Linked DNA regions of Nothobranchius furzeri: region 1 is linked to region 2. The links are chromatin contacts, called in public Micro-C maps. All regions are on one chromosome and are shown on one strand. Each heading gives the region's core, a stretch centred on a gene start, on an enhancer-like site or on the middle of the called end of the contact. The rest is flanking DNA. Distances are from core to core; before and after follow the strand shown. Region 1 holds the start of ccnb1 (cyclin B1). Region 2 holds the start of npr2 (natriuretic peptide receptor 2).

Region 1 (2,700 bases), core at 102-2,601, 160 kb before region 2:
GTGTCTTGTCCAAGGAAACAACAACACCAACAGACAGGGCTAGAATCTGCAATCCTTCGATTATGGGGTGGGCTCTTAATATACTGTTATTTTGTCTTGTAATAGTTAATTACACACTCCTTTATTCCATATCATAGCAGTGTTATTCATATATTAAAATTGTCAACTGCACACTCATTTGGCAGAATAAAAGTTTGACAATTATTCATTTGTTCTTTATTGTCACATTTCAGTAACAGTTATAATTAAACAAGTTGTAATTCAACAAATTAAATAAATGACTACAACATTTCCCCCTGTTAAGTGCAGTAGACTGAAATGAATAGCTTTATTTGGAAATATAACATATCTAATTTTTAATGGACTTACATAAAATCTTTCTTCAACATAGACCCCACTAATTAACTGATTAAGTGTTATTTTTATAAAAAGAAGAGAGAAAATGCACAAAGGTAGGAAAGGAAAAGAAAGTGATGAAATAATAGGTTTTGTTAAATGTTCTTCATATAATGAATTAATTGACAAAGTTTTTGCAGGGTGTGACAAAAAACGTTCAAGGTCAAGCTCCTGGGGCTAAGCCCCCCCATATCTCAATCCTAGTGACGTCCATGGTGCAGCACATTCAGGCTCAGGAACTCACCTGTCATCGTCCAACGTTAATCACGACTCTCCATGTGGGTCCGCAGACATTTCTGTACATATTTCTGTAAAAGTTCACAAATACACGAGCAAGCTACAAGGTTTCTACTATTTTCACATAGAAGTCTATTTTGCGATTTTCTAAACACTCTCTAAACCATTAAGTGTGCAATATTCTACACATTTTTCTCAGTAAAATAAATTCATATGTTCACTTTTACGTTTGCTCATAAAACAAAAATATTTTATCGTGATTTTGTATTTCGAAATGTTTGTGCATTGTTTGAAAGCATCTTTTAGTCCCAAGTTTTACTATTTTATCAACAGCTGTGGTTTATTTCAGACATGAGAGGCACGAGCCAAACTGGAAGCACTGGTTTTCACTCCCCGAACAATCATTTACTTTTAAACAGCATGTGGTTTCAAAAACACCTACAAGTGAGTAGCAAATCTGAATAAACTAATTAAGAGGCTGATAAAAAGCTAATGAATGTGTATGGCGGTCTAATTATAAACTGACACATACTGATCTGTTATTTATATTTATATCGAGGTTTCACTGACTAACGAGCAGGAGAAAACAGAGAAAATAGCAAGACGCAACAGGAAAAGGAAATACGAGGATGTCACGTGATCGTACGTTGTCTAGGAAACGCATTCATTGCCTGCCTGATGGACCAATCAGATGCTCGGAGAAGTCAAAGCGCAGCGAATCAGCTTGCAGCGCACGAGGATTTAAACGAAGACAGCGAGTCTTTAGCTGAACTCGTTCGCTCGGCATTACGACTCTTTCACTGCTTGTCGGAACCACGCAGACTTGAAAATGGCTCTTCGAGTGACCAGAGTGAGTCTTTAGTCGGGTCTTACAGCTCTTTATCCGCGTAAACACGCCTAGAAACATGTCGAATGATTAGTATTAGCGTTTAAAATGCTTCCGTGCTTCGGTGTACCTCACCAGTTCAGGCACTGTCCTGCTGAGAGTTCAGAGTCAAACCTGAAGCGGATTTTGTGTTTATAGATGAACGACATGCAGCAGCGGCTAAAGGACTCTTTTGTTTCTCTGCAGACTCGGCTCGGTTCTACCAGAACCGAGCTCGGAGGAGGGAAGGCCTGCATGAACGGGCCCAAGCAGAAGCCTCGAGGCGCGCTTGGTGAGATCGGAAACGTCCCGCTGAACAAAGAGGTTCAGAAAAAGGTGAGAAGTTTTAAATACTCGAGTTTTTATGGTATTAATAATATTCACACGTGAGAACTTCATGCGTCTACTTTAGACTCGATGTGATGAAGTCATTTTCTTTTAAAGCGCTGCTAACATGTAGAGCACATGCTAGCAGACATGCTGCTGTTAACGTGCTATTTAAATAAAGTGGTGGACAGGTAAAGGTTTTTTTTAATCCCATAATAACACGTTCAAGTAGGGGGCGCTGCAGAGCCCCGGTGCCTGGAAGAAGCCATTTTCATGCACACATCCACCTAGAAGGTACTCTTGCATTGGACATGTCACCTTCTTAAAGCCCCGCCCTAGCCTTGGTGACTCACCTGGATGCAGCCTGGCTGCCTCACTAGGGATGCTTACTTTAAAGTGGGTAATCGGATCTGTTTAGCGTACCTGCGTAAACTTGTCAAGACTGTATAATCTTCAGTTTAACTCTAGTGAAGCACCAGGTGATTTAATTTCTCCATGGGGGCTTCAACGACCATATTTGGATTTAGAATGTCAAGATCGATGCTGCAAAGAAGCCTGAAGTTGTACCTAAAGCGGTAAAGGTGGAACAGCCCAAGCCTCCGGTCGTCATTGCTGCTGACCCTGAGCCTGAAGTTCAGGTGAGTCATCTGATTAGTTTAAATCCTGATTCGATCCATGCGCTGACGCACCTGTAAAACGTGTTGAACTTCCTCTGCTCCAGGTGCCGCCTGAACCCACCTCGCCCACTCCGATGGAGACGTCTAGCTGCAAACCCGCTGATCTCTGCCAGGCGTTTTCAGACGTCCTGCTCCACACCGCTGTCAGGGACGTGGATGCGGACGACTATGACAATCCCATGCTCTGCAGTGAATATG
Region 2 (2,700 bases), core at 35-2,534:
TTCCCTCCAGATGTTTCCTCCATTCTGGGTTTCTGTGCTCACAAGTTATCTCTGGATATCAAAATCAGCCTCAGATTTAGGGGGAAAACCTAAGTTTTAAAGCTGATTTCATAAAAGTGCTGCAGAAACGAGCCTGTTTGAGACCATCTCTGCAGCTGTCTGCAACTTTTCCACAAATCAGCACAAATATTCCAGCTGAGGCCTTCTGGATCCTCCAGCTCCTTGTTTCTGAGTGAATGTTTGTGTTTTTAAACCATCAAGTAAAGAGTGCTTCAGCTTCAGGTGGTTTTATTAAGCTGAAACGTTTCATGGTGAGGAGGGATTTATTAAGTATCTATTATTTAGCTCAGATCCGTTTCTGCTGTTGTGATATTAAACCGGTGACGTCAACAGAAGCCCATCAGCAGCTGAACTTTGGGCTCTGAGGGTGAGAAAGTGGAGCTCTGCTGAACTTACTCCTCCCGTTCTCCTGCATGAACGCGATCAGCTCCTTGTAGTCGGTCTCGTCGGTGTACGGTCGGGCCTCGATCGTCACGTTCATCTCCCGGTCCAGGTTGAAGAAGATGCCCTCGGTCAGGAAGTAGTGCGGCCGGTCGTCCTGCCGCAGGTCGTAGAAGACCACCGCGGCCCGGGACGTCCAGTTGAAGTGCGTGTGCAGCGCGTTGGCAAAGTCCCCCATCTTGGTGGTGGTGGGCCCGCTGCGCACGATGGTCCGGTACTCCACCCGGTCGTCGAAGCCGTGCGCGGGGCCTCCTGCGGTGATCAGCGGCAACTTCCAGTGGGACGCGAAGCGCGCCACGGAGGCCAGCGGGTACACGCAACCCGGTCCGAAGAACACATCCGGGCGCACGTAGAGCTTCGCGTCCACTGCCAGCACCTGCGCCCGGCTCACCGCGCACGTGCGCGCGGCGGGGTCCTCCGTGCTGTAGTTCAGGATCCGGATGGTGCGGCCGAGCAGCAGCTTGTGTTTACCGGCCAGGTCTTCGTGCGCCATGAGGATGGCCGGGAAGACGCGCGGCAGAGCCCACGGGTACTTCTGGTGGTCGTCCGGTAACATCACGGCCACCGTGATGTTGCTCCTGCAGCCGCGGAGGAGGCAGCAGGACAGCGCTGCGAACAGGCAGCATCCGAGCGCGCTCCTGCATCCCATGTCTCTGGTCCTGGAGAGCGACGCACGGACACGGAGGGCGCACAGCGCGGAGAGGAGGCACTGCCGGCCACGGATCGGTCACTCCACACCAGAGGGGTCCTGCTGTTTGTTGCTAAAGTCAGCGAGAGTCGGTAAAGGCGTTATCCCGCTGTGCCGGTCTGCGCCATGCGTCCCGCTGCGTAAAATCCACCTTAGAGGGAGTTGTAGTTTCCACAGCGCGTTTCCCGGTGCAGCGCGGTCCTCCGGTGCCAGACTCCCTCAGAGTGATAACAAACGTCCGGGTGGCTGGGGCTTAAATCACAGCAGCCCCCCTCCCCCTACAAACGTCACACTGACACGAACGGGTTCTCCAGGTCCTGGACCAGAACCTCCGAGTTCCTGTCAGCTTCAGCGGAGCTACTAAATATATTTGACTGTTGTTGTTCTCTGATCAGCACGCCGAATTTAAATAATAACTCTGATGTTGTTTCCCAAAAATTATGAAGCAAATCTAAAAAAAATCTGACTTTTTTGCTTCTAAAATCAAGATTTAAAGCAAACCGAGTTAAAATTCAGCTTTTTCTTTTTACTGTGTGCGAATTTAAAAAGTCTATAGAAATAAAAGAGAAGTACAGGAACGAGTCTCCCCCTGCAGGCTGCCTCACGCTCTGCACCAAGAGTCTTTCTGATAAAAAAAAGGACAGAATAATAAAGATTTGTAATCAAAGCTTTTTCCTGTTTGCTTTGACTTTATGTTTAAAATGTTTAAAATGATAAAACATTATCTGTCTTTTTGTGGAATCGATCTGATTTGTTCTGGTTTATTTTGCTGTCTTCACTGTTTGGCTGATCAACTTTAAACCAAAGCTTTAACGCTTTCATCCGATTTTGTTGCCTGACTATATTTCCACCCGTTCATTCTTACCTAAAACCTCACTCCTTTTTGATTCCGTTTCACTTAACAGGCTCTAAAACAATGGAAATCTGCACCTATTTTATCTTTTCTCTGATAGGTTGCTAAATATTCATTGTTTATTTTTTTTACTTTGATCTAGAATCGTTTTTATTTTTCTAATCTCGTGTTTATTTTTTGTTTCTGTCCTGCTGTTTCACTGTTTTAGTTTAAAAGTTTTAAAATAACCAGTTTTAGGTGAAAATCGCAGTTAGAGTTGCTGTTGGAACGATTTTAGTCAAATCGCTCAAACTCCTGCTGAGGAGAATTATTACAGAAAAAATGTTACGGTTTGAGCTTCATAATATTATTTCTAAATAAACGTTTGGTTTAGTGTCATAAAGAGAGGTCTGGCGGAGGCGCACTGCACTGATAACGTTTTTAATGACATTTTCCTGGCTACCGCTGACGTCGTTAGGTCCGTTTTAGGGGGGCTTCAGCCCCCCTAAAATAATCACAAGCCCCCCTATCATTTTGGTTTATTTTATTTTTTTCAGTTAACTTTTTTTTATTTGTTCACATCTACATGCTGAACACAATCACGACACGTGCAGTTGGTACATGAGTTTTTTAGTCTGAAACAGAAATAATAATTAATGAATATAGAACTACACCGTCG

What was found. Hi-C and Micro-C count contacts between places; a contact is called where the count stands out from the background.
Region 1: a contact with region 2 is called in a Micro-C map of tail fin, with 5 times the contacts expected there. The contact joins the promoter of ccnb1 here to the promoter of npr2 in region 2. A contact is called at or near these places in 2 of 2 Hi-C or Micro-C datasets (skeletal muscle and tail fin).

The regions. Positions count from the first base shown.
Region 1 is chr6:73,744,038-73,746,737 of NfurGRZ-RIMD1, reverse strand. ccnb1 (cyclin B1) reads left to right here and starts at 1,351. Exons shown (of 8, transcript XM_015943464.3): 1 at 1,351-1,483; 2 at 1,706-1,834; 3 at 2,353-2,463; 4 at 2,547-2,700. The coding sequence starts at 1,463.
Region 2 is chr6:73,579,912-73,582,611 of NfurGRZ-RIMD1, reverse strand. npr2 (natriuretic peptide receptor 2) reads right to left here and starts at 1,284. Exons shown (of 22, transcript XM_054744692.2): 1 at 457-1,284. The coding sequence starts at 1,150.